Linked DNA regions of Mus musculus: region 2 is linked to region 1. A link is a contact called in public HiCAR-type data. All regions are on one chromosome and are shown on one strand. Each heading gives the region's core, a stretch centred on a gene start, on an enhancer-like site or on the middle of the called end of the contact. The rest is flanking DNA. Distances are from core to core; before and after follow the strand shown.

Region 1 (5,431 bases), core at 1,192-3,691:
AAATACAGACCAGATGGAAGATTCAGCAGTTCAAAGCTTCCCACTCTTCATTTTCGAGAGGAAGTCACTGTGTTGTGACTGTGCAGACTATGTTGGCCTCAAACTCCAGTGATCCTCTTGCCTCTGCCTTTTGAATGCTGGGATTAAAGGAGGGATTAAGGGCATGGGCCATCAATTCCAGCAAAAAATTAATCTGTAAATAAAAAAATAAAGCAGGGGATGGTGGTGCATGGCTTTAATACACTTGAAAGGCACAAGTGGGCAGGCCAGCCAGAACTCCATAATGAAATCCAGTCTCAAAAAACAAATATCAGTACCTAAGCATGAGACCCTGACTTAACATATGTCTATAACACAATGGATTAGGCTTTGAGTACAATAAAGGCCCAGAGAAGGATGTTTCTAGAAGAAATGCAGATTTGTGTATAAAAACCCCGGGGTTCTTTACTCATATTGAGTGTCTTTACTCCCTAAATTTGGAAGGAAATTCAAGAGTTTTTGACATGAAGACATTTGGAAGCTACAGAAACAAGTTGTTTTGGTCTGCCTCTTATGTGTTTTCCCCTGTAACACTGACCTGCTGAGAAAGGACAAACTAAAAACAAGGAGGACATGGGAAAGTCAAGATCTCATCCCTAAGACTAGTCTCTCACCAAGTGAGGATCAAATTTTAGTACAACTAACAAAATTCACCGTGACATTTGTCTACAGAGGAGCAGAGTTCTTTATATTGACATATTTCAAACCAGAATGTTCTATGGTTTTATTTACTAAAACAAGTTTCTTAGAAATTCCTGAAACAGCCGGGCGTGGTGGCGCACGCCTTTAATCCCAGCACTCGGGAGGCAGAGGCAGAGGCAGGTGGATTTCTGAGTTCGAGGCCAGCCTGGTCTACAAAGTGAGTTCCAGGACAGCCAGGACTATACAGAGAAACCCTGTCTCGAAAAACAAAACAAGACAAACAAACAAAAAAATTCCTTAAACAATTTAACTCCAGATGTTACCAAATCATTCATATGGCTATTAAGACACTCAAGTGCAGTATTCTGACTTATGAAGTCTGTACCCCATGCCTTCTTGTCCTTTTCCTAGTTGTCTATTAATGCCCAAACTTAAAAAGATCCAGGTTATTAGTATCTTCCAACTCTGCTTCACGCTTATTTGTCCTGAAATATTTCTCTGTAGTACACAGCCAAGAATCTCTTCTCTAATGTTAGAGGCTGCTGGGAGGGCGGAGGAATACACCTTTAATCCCAACACTCCAAAGGCAGAGGCACGGTGAACCCTGAGTCCAGACTGGTTCACAGAATGTGTTCCACAATAACCAGGGATACATAGAGAGACCCTGTCTCAAAACAAAATCTCTGCTTCACTTGTGTAGAAGTCTGGGAAAAAAAACAAACAAACGAGGACTGCTACAGGTGGCAGCATTGTATAGCAGAAGGCTATACCTTCTGCTCCCCTTACTATTGCCAGGGACACCTACCTACCTATGGTCCAGCTGCCTACATTACAACACGAAAATCCTTTGTAAAACCCGACTACCTGGGAAGAGTTAGTCAGTTTTAGAGTAGCTATGAGCTCGGAGGGAACAAGCCAGTGCCGATGTATAAAATTTTATTGGGGTGTTGGAGACAGGAATCCCTGGTCCCAAAATTTAAACAGCAAAGATTACGGGGTTTGGGATAAACTCAAAAGCACAACTATCATCTATCGTGTATGGATCTTGGATTCGAGCCCCGGCACTGTTTAAGCCAGCATGGTGGCGCACACTCCTAACCCTAAGAAGCGGGAAACGGGGGTTCAAATTCAAAGCCTGCCTGAGCTCAGAAATAAAACAGAGAGTTAGGGCTACCACTCAGTGGCGGAGCACTTGCCTAACAGGCAGAGGTTCAATCAAGAGTACCCGGAGGTTTGGTGGGGAGGGGGGCAGGCCGTGTTAGATATACTGACAGATGCTTTCAAAAGAGTACAAAGTTAGCATCACAGGACAAGACAGCCACTTTCCTGGTGGAATTCAGTGAACTTCCTGGCACTGTCCCTAAATGTGTCACTGGAGCGCACTTAACCCCTCACCGGGCTTCACACCAGACCTGGTGCTAATGAACGAAGCCGAGAACTGAAGGACAACCCACTCCCGCTCCAAACAGGGGGCTCCCACGTGGGTGCCGCCGCACGCACCTGCGGGACGCGGACCTCCAGCACCGCCCGATTGCCTCCGGGAACTGGCTCCTCCCGGAACCGAAAGAGCTGGGTCCCGGCCATGAGGCCGGGCTCGCACGTAGGGGAGTCCAGGGACGCCGGGTCAGGAGGCGGTGCCCAAGGAGCGCGGGGCCGGACACTGTCCATGGCAAACACAGGAAGCCGGAGGCCGCAGCGGGCCCGGCCGGAAGGAGACCGCAGGGAAGCGACGCGCAGACGGAAGTGTTGCGTAGGCCAAAGCAGGGAGGGGCAGGGCGTCGGCGACGCGACCTTCCCAACATGGCGCCCAATTGGCGTGCATGAAGGCGGGTCTGGCAGGTCGCTGAGGCCAATGGCGGACCGCATGAGGCGGTGGGGCGGGGAGGAAGGCCGCTGTTCGCCCAACCCAAAGCTCCGGTGGCGGCTGAGGAGTGAATCTTCTGGAAGGCGACTTTAAAGGCGCCGGGCCGGAGCGAAGGGCGTCTCGGGGCCGCGCCAGCCAGGGAGGGAGGGCGCGTTTGGTGGCAGGAAACGCGAGCCGCGTCGGGGTCGGGGCGGAACCGGACGGCGAGCGGCTCACGATGAACCACAAGAGCAAGAAGCGCATCCGCGAGGCCAAGCGAAGTGCGCGGCCGGAGCTCAAGGACTCGCTCGACTGGACCCGGCACAACTACTACGAGAGCTACCCGCTGAACCCCGCGGCCGTGCCGGTGAGCGGGGCGCGGGACCCCACACGACGGCTGCCCGCCTTCCGAGGGCCGCTGGTCCCCCGATGGGGCCCCGCAGCCCGGCTGTCAAAACTCGCTCGGTCGTGGGAGCTTCGGGCCCCTCCCTCCCGTGAAGGGGTGGCTCCGGGTGCGACGTGCTCGCCCGCACGCACGTGGGCCTCCTTCCGTCCCTCCGGCCCCCTGGAGGAGCAGAGGCTCGCTCGTTCCTTGCTCGTGTGTGCCATTGCTCACGGGTGTCTTTGCTAATTGGCCCTGTGGGACACCTTTATCCGCCACTGGACTTGTTCCAGTGTCCTAACGGGACAGGTCTTTTGTTGTTCCCGCAGGATAACGTGGAGAGAGCTGATGCCTTACAGCTGTCGGTGAAAGAGTTCGTGGAGCGCTACGAGAGGCCTTACAAGCCCGTGGTTCTGCTCAATGCACAAGAGGGCTGGTCCGCACAGGAGAAATGGACTCTGGAGCGCCTCAAAAGGAAATACCGGAACCAGAAGTTCAAGTGCGGCGAGGATAATGACGGCTACTCGGTTAAGATGAAGATGAAGTACTACATCGAGTACATGGAGAGCACCCGCGATGACAGTCCCCTTTACATCTTCGATAGCAGCTATGGCGAACACCCCAAAAGAAGGAAACTTTTGGAAGACTACAAGGTGCCCAAGTTTTTCACAGATGATCTTTTCCAATACGCGGGGGAGAAACGCAGACCCCCTTACAGGTAAATTATTTCACGTTAAGTTTTCAAAAACCATGGACAGTGACAGGCAGTGGTATTTTTGTAAGGCCAGCCTGGGCTACAGAATGAGTTCCAGGACAGCAAGGGCTACACAAAGAAACCCTGTCTCTGGATAAACACACACAAATCCGCAAGCCTGTTAGCAGAACTCTGTCTAACCTTGTAAAAGCAATGAAAGTCTTCCCTACACATTGACCTGTTTATAGTCCTACTTCGGAAGAAGGATTCCATGGGGGTGGGGGGGTGGGGAGGCATCTGGATTCCTCCAGGGCATTTTTTTTTTTTTAAATAAAACTTCATGCATGTATATGTTTTACCAGTCTCTGCCTGTTGGTTGAGGTCAGAACCTCAGGAGCTGCAATTATGGATAGTTGTGAGCCATTGGGATCATGTGAGGTGCTAAGAATTGAACCTTGGTGCTTTGAGGAATTGAGTGCTTCTAACCTGAGCCGTCTCTGCCCAGCCCCAGGTCATTTTAGTGCAACCATTGCTTTATCAAGGAAGTTTTATTTCTATTTTTACAAGTGTGGTTTCTTATACTGACTCTTTGTAACTCACTGTGTTACCAGGTTGACCTTAAACTCACAGAGATCTGCCTTCTAAGTGCTAGACATTAAAGATGTTCAATATTGCACCAGGCTTGGTTTGGGTGTTTTGAGATAGGGGTCTCTGTGTAGCACTGGTAGGCTTTGAAATTAAGATCCATCTGTGTCTGTCTCCAGGATGTTGGTATTAAGAGCTTGGGCTACCACACCTAGTGGATCAATAAAAGTCCAGCAGTAATTTGCATCAGTCCATTATTTTTTCTGTTAGACGTCAGTTCATATATAGTTCACTTAATATTGTATATCAGAATGTAGAGTCTCTGAAGACAGCATGCATGATTGTGTATTATAGAGACTTCTATGTCACACGCATTTCAGATTACCTCTCATGGCTTCATGCTTGCATCCTGTAGGTGGTTTGTGATGGGGCCACCGCGTTCTGGAACTGGGATTCACATCGACCCTCTGGGGACCAGTGCCTGGAATGCCTTAGTTCAGGGTCACAAGCGGTGGTGCCTCTTCCCAACAAACACACCCAGAGAACTCATCAAGGTGACCCGAGAAGAAGGAGGGAACCAACAGGATGAAGCAATTACCTGGTTTAATGTCATCTATCCCCGGACACAGCTTCCAACCTGGCCACCTGAATTCAAACCCCTGGAGATATTACAGAAACCAGGAGAAACTGTCTTTGTACCAGGTATAGATGAGCTAGAAGAAACTATACCTGTTCGTCCCAGCTCCGACTGGTCCGGACTTGTCCTGTATTGCCATTTTGGAGTAGAATCATAGAATGAGACAGAAGGGCCCTTTTTATCTGTTGGGTGTGTGCACTCCCTCCTGTGGCGACAGAGTTAGGGACTCAAGTCCAAAGGGAGAGAGAGCACCTCCATGTCCCACATGCCTGTGTCCAGTAGTAGGCCAGGTTCTGCCTGCTTTCCCTGGCTTTTTGCTGGAGTGAGTGCAGAACTGGATAGATGCAGTTTCAGCAGTGAGAGTTTCAAGGCTAGGGGTCCTCCTAGAACCTTTGCTTTTGCAGTGTTGGTCACAGCTGGCTTCCCAGGAGGCAGACAGTCTGTGTCACCATTGCTCGCTCGGCTCTGCCTTCCAGGGCCCATTCCCAGTGGAGAGAGAGCACAGGCCGGCCTGTGCTGAGTTGGCCCCCAGGGTGTCTGCATCTGCAGGGCTGATCGTCACTGAATTCTTCATTTGTTGGATTTCAGGGGGCTGGTGGCATGTTGTCC
Region 2 (5,431 bases), core at 1,995-4,494, 2.4 Mb before region 1:
TGTTCCTGGGGAGGTCTCTCCAATGAATTCCACATCTGTGTCTGGAGCGGTCTCTCCAATGAATTCCACTTCTGTTTCTGGGGGAGTCTCTCCATTGGACCCCACTTCTCCTTCAGAGATGGCTTCCCCATCCGTGCTGACTTTCTCAGCATCCATCATTTCCCCTTCAGATCCGCCCCCGCCTTCAGTTGTAATGTCCTCTTCAGGACTTCTGGTGGGGTCTCTGCCCTCATCAATTTCTTGGCCATTGTCTTCCAGCTGTGGTGATACCTGTTACAGGGCGGCAAGAAATCCCAGGGAAGAAAATATAATCTTGAGAGATCTTAGGGTTACAAGAACATCTATATACATCTCCCCACCCCCAAGAGATGATGTTCTGTGTCTGATGTAACTACTGCCTCTTTCTAGAGGCACGTGTTACAAGCATGAACTCTGGAAAATACAAGGCAGTGTGAGGGTTGGCGTGTTATCACCGAAAGCTAACACTTTGGAATGAGCTTGACCCAGCCTATCTTAATCTGAGAAGGGAGTCTCAAGGGAGGAAATTGACTAGAGAAGGCTGGCCTGTCTGTAGGGGATGGGGGGTTGTCTTGACTATTCATTGGCCTGGCCCACTGCAGGCAACACCATTTCCTACATAAGCAGTCATGGGCTGTATAAAAAAGCTAGCTGAGCAGAAGCTGCGAATGAGCCGGTATGCAATGTTCCTGTCATACTCCCTTGGCTGTGAGTGAGTGTGGGCCCCACAAGTGAGTTCTCTAGTTAGAGGTAATACATGCTGACTGGCAAGCAGGCTTGCCTTCAGGCTCCTGACTTGACTTCCCTCAGGGATGAACTATGACCTGGAAGTGAAAGCCATATAAATCTTTTCCTCTTCTAAGATGCTTTTGGTCAGACGGTTTTAACAATGCCAGTAGAACACAGTGAGAAGGGAACGAGTTTCTCCGTGCCTGAACTGAGATGGTCCCAGAGCGTACGATGATGGTCCCATGGTCCCTGGCCCCTGTCTATTTGTCTCCTAGCACATAGGGGTCTGAATGGACGTTACCTCAGGGCCTTCAGTATACTGCTGCTCCGAGTCCTCTTCGGCAGAAGACTGTTGGCCTTCCTGCTGTGACCTGCTTTTAGAGACAGGGAACACTGGTTCACAGCCCTATCATGCACACTGCATACCAGCTGTTCACTGGTAAGGCCTCTGCCTCTCCTCCACTCTGCTGCCAGCAGAGACTCTTCCATCGCTGGGCCATGCTAGTCACGGGCCACAAATGTGGTATGGGAATGAACGTAAGGCGCAATTATAACGTGAAAGGAGCGGCGTGTGAGAACACCCCAGCGAAGTCTGTTTCTGGGGCCAAGCAGAGAAGGTCTCAGGAGAGAGGACAGCATGCCGTCTCTACTTCTCAACATAGCCAAGGTTTGCATGTAAAATATTTTGGCTTTTCAAAAACTTAGTTAGGAACTAGAGTCTGGACCCCCAGCAGTCACGTAAGAGCTAGGCACAGTTGCTTGTGCCTGAACTCCAGCACTGTGAGGGTTTGAGGCAGGAGGACTATTAAGGCTTGCTGGCCACCAGTCAAGCTCCAGGCTCAATGAGAGGTTCTGCTTCAAGAGAATAAGGTAGAGATAGATAGAGCAGGACGCCTGAATCTTCCTCTGGCTTCTGCACGAATGTGCGCACACGCGCGTGCACACACACACCACTTCTACAAATATGCCACATGCAATATTTAAGACTATTTAAAAAGCTAAGCTAGCTTTCTAAAAAACAAACGAATACAGATTTCTGCTTCACAGACAATGAGAGCTTGGGCTATTCCCCCCTCTGCTTCCCAGCACCACTGGAGCAGGCATTTTGTGCACCTGCCTTTGCTCAGAATCTTTGCATTTCAAGTCTTCCCCAAGTTGGAGCTCATTCTATACCTGTGGCTTCACAGTTAGCCTTCTCGTGGGATATACTCTGGATGTGTTTCCATGGGTGTCCATAAGGACTTTAACTATATGAAACAACCCAGAAAAGTCTGAGCAAATAGAACTGTTTAAACTTGCTTTTGTTTTGCACAAAACCTAAAACAGTGCCGGCAACAGCATTTTGGGGTTCACTCAGTGATGGGGATCAGTCTATCCCTCAAGACCATGATGGGGGTGAGGGGAATCCATCTTGCAGGGGGAGGTATGGGCCTAGCCCAATCCCAACGGAGCTACTGCTCCTCCTTTCTTCCCACTCTTGTAATACTGAACGGCGTCCCATCCATCCAAGTCCTGCTTTGCAGCGGGTTTATCAAGCATGATGGTTGCCATGGTTACCGCGGGGCGTTAAAGTCTGTAGTCCAGGAGAAGCAGGGGCTAGGAGTAAGGAATGATGGGGGGTGGGGGGCGCTTGAAAAGGACAAAGAACAGAAGGTGCAAGAGATAGGGGACATGGGGGAGCGTGGGTTGGGTAGTGTAGGACAGGTCCAGAAAGTGGAGAAGAGCGGGAAGGGGCACAGAAGTGAAGGAGAAGGCGGTCCGGGTGGGGGTACCTGCGTGCAGAAATTTAGTGAAAACATCTGGTGGGTTTATTATCCCTCCTGCGGGGCTTACCCGTCAGCCTGGTCCTCCGGCTCCGCCATCTCTCGTTGCTAGGCTACGCCATCAACATCCGGCGAAGTCTGGACCGCGTGCTCCAAGACCGCAGGAGGCGGGGTCTGGCAGCGTCCATCGATTCACACAGAAACACTAAGCAAACACATTAAAGAACAAATGTGTTTTGCCTGTCCGTCGCCATGTGTCCCAGACTTTCCCGGCTGGACTTAGTTCCCGTAGAGTGACCCTGATGATGTTCAGGGACTCAAAGAAAGTGGCAGGCAGGTTGGGGATGCTGGGTCCGGGAAACGCGCCTAGCTCTGGCTCTTCCACTTCCAGCTTTGGGTTACTCAAGAACCAGTACCTTTTGGGGAGCATCATTCCTTCGTAACCCTAAGTTTGAGAAATAGAAATGCAAGGGGTGAGCGCATACATGGGTACAGGGAGGCCCTGCCTTTCGGATCGAGGGCACAGGGCTCCCATCCAGGGCAGGGTCCGGGGTACTAGGCGCGTGGCGAGATCCTGCAGAGTCAGCAGAAAGCCCCGAGCAGGGGTCGACGGATGCGCAGGACCCTGAGGTTGGAGTTAGTGCCTGGCGTTCCGGGCTGAGCGGGGCTGGGCCCCGGGGCGGAGCGAGGCGGAGCGGGGGCGGAGCGGAGGCGGAGCGGGGACGGCCTCTCCATATTCCCTCCCCGCCGCGCCTCGCTTTCGGCGGCGGTGGCAGTGGCGGCGGCGGTGGTGGCTCCTGGAGCCGGCGCGTGTCCAGCCCTCGCGGCGGGACCCGGGTGGGTATCAGGGTTCTTCTGGGATCGCGGGCCGGGGATTTTGGGGTCCACTCGGGACGACGTGGCGGTTCCTGGGTACCCTGGAATCTGCACGCACCGGACCCGGGCCTGCTGCGCGGGGGTCCGGGAGTGGCTGGGGGACCGGCTCTGGGCTCTGGGCGGGGGCGATGCGGAGGAACCCGGATCTTGCTGGGGACGCCCTGGGAACTCCACCCTCGAGTGAGACTCTCTGCTTTGGGAGTGGGCCCACTCGAGGAGACTCGGTCCTCGCCTGTCTGGAGCTGTGGGCCGGGGCACTTGCGGTCTTTGTCTTGCTGGCTGGTCTGAGCATGCGAAGAACTTATGGGGTTCCTGCACTGTCAGACAGAGCCCCCAAGGTGTGCCATGCCCTCCTGGGGCGTGTGCGGTCTTAGCGTTGGGGCACTAGGGGGAAATGGTCAGGGCTATTTAAGAGGCCCCATGTCAGGATCCTCGCTTCTTTTTTAGCCTGCGCGCCTCTCTCTCTCTCTCTCTTTCCTCAAAAGAAAGAAAGAAAAAAAGGGATAGTATAAAAAGAAAAAAGGGCAATTTAAGATTGCTAAAAATAACCCACGGAACCCTGCCAGAACGCGCGGTGAGAAAAGCCTGTTCCTCCGAAGTCGGTGTCACATGTTGGCCACAATCTAGTCCAGGTTCCGTTCAGAAATAGGGGAATAGAAAAGCGTCTCTTGACTCTGTTAAAGTTTGTTCCATGGACTCTGTCAACTTCCTTTATCAGGAAAGAGAGAGAGAGGGGAAGTGTCCTGTCACCAAGCATACTGGTCAGAACATGGGTGCAAAGAGCCGGGGACTAGGGGCTCCACTCTAAATCTTAATAACTGATCAAAGAATTTAAAAGAAACTATGTATGTAGCTCTTGGAAGAAATATTGACATTAACCTTGATAGCGAATATTGAACTTAGTGGTGCGGTGACTTTGGGCACAGGGGCCGGCTAAGATTCACCCATTGGGAATTTACCAGAGTTGGTTCTTAGCTGGTTGCTGGGGATGGATCTCTTAGCTGAGCAGTACTTATGGGTTTTTTCTCTGTTTGTTTGTTTTGTCCCCCCCCCCCCCCCATAGCTTTCTGGTGAGTGGAATGTCTTGAGTATAGCTAGGAAGTTCTTCTTGGGAACTGTTGACTCTCCTGGCAATCACGGTGTCTGTTAACAGCCTCGGATCACCATGTGTGGGTTTTCGTTGTGCGAAAACAGGCCCGTGAAAGAGCTGCAGTTTATAAGCTTTCAAAACCACATTTTTTATTATGACTATTTATTGTGTGGGGTGTGTGTGCCCACATGTGTCTTGGTGGTGCCTGTATGGAGCTCAGAGGACAGCTTGTGGAGCTTAGTTCTGTCTTCCCACCACATGAGTCTTGAGAGGACTCAAACCCAGGCCCTCTGGCTTGGTGGCAGCAGTCACCTTTATCCACAGAACTATTTTACTCACATTTACCCCAAGATGATGTCACATGATGCCATGTGACCCAGCACAGACTTGGCTGGCCTGCTCTTCACAGGGCTTTGTTAAGGGGTGGGGGGGGGGGGCGGCTGGGAGGTCCTTGCTTCCCGAGGAGCACTCTTTGCTTTGGAGCTTCCCCCTTTGAGAGGATGGCCTTTGGGCTGACAGAACTCCCCACTACTGTCCTGGCCTCTCTGTGCCCTGATTTTGAGTGACAAACTTCAGTGATAAAATCATCTTCCCTAGGCATGGTGGCTCAGGACTGCAATTCTAGTGCCTGGGAAGATGAGACAGGGGGATTTCTGTGCATTTAAGGCCAGCCTGGGCTATAGCGTGAGCTTTAGGCCATCCTGGGGTACGTAGATTCTTTCTCAAAGAACCAAATCAAACCAAACCCCCAAAAAACCCTGTATGGTCTCCAAAAATAGACAGTATACACCAGTCACTGGCTCTCGTTGGGTTCCTTGTTCCTTGGTTCCTCTTCAAAACCTCACCGCCCAAGTGTCTGGCAGACAGCAAGTAACTTTTTGTTGAGACTCAGTCTCTCTCTCCCCACTTCTGCAGCCTAGGCTGGTCTAGAACTCATAGTAATTCCCCTGCCCCT

What was found. HiCAR-type assays count read pairs that join an accessible place to other places.
Region 2: a HiCAR-type map of astrocytes shows a contact between it and region 1, with 2.7 times the contacts expected there. The contact joins the promoter of Tbc1d16 here to the promoter of Mettl23 in region 1. A contact is called at or near these places in 2 of 115 datasets of contacts at active chromatin or transcription factors (astrocytes and extraembryonic endoderm stem cells).

Annotation. Positions count from the first base shown.
Region 1 is chr11:116,840,525-116,845,955 of GRCm38.p6, reverse strand. Mettl23 (methyltransferase like 23) reads right to left here and starts at 2,441. Exons shown (of 5, transcript NM_028865.3): 1 at 2,182-2,441. The coding sequence starts at 2,349. It overlaps Jmjd6 (jumonji domain containing 6), which reads left to right and starts at 2,507. Exons shown (of 6, transcript NM_033398.3): 1 at 2,507-2,891; 2 at 3,236-3,624; 3 at 4,601-4,887; 4 at 5,411-5,431. The coding sequence starts at 2,763.
Region 2 is chr11:119,226,312-119,231,742 of GRCm38.p6, reverse strand. It overlaps Tbc1d16 (TBC1 domain family, member 16), which reads left to right and starts at 3,244. Exons shown (of 12, transcript NM_172443.3): 1 at 3,244-3,347. It overlaps Ccdc40 (coiled-coil domain containing 40), which reads right to left and starts at 3,171. Exons shown (of 21, transcript NM_001364767.1): 1 at 2,996-3,171; 2 at 2,581-2,715; 3 at 1,049-1,118; 4 at 1-270. The coding sequence starts at 2,609.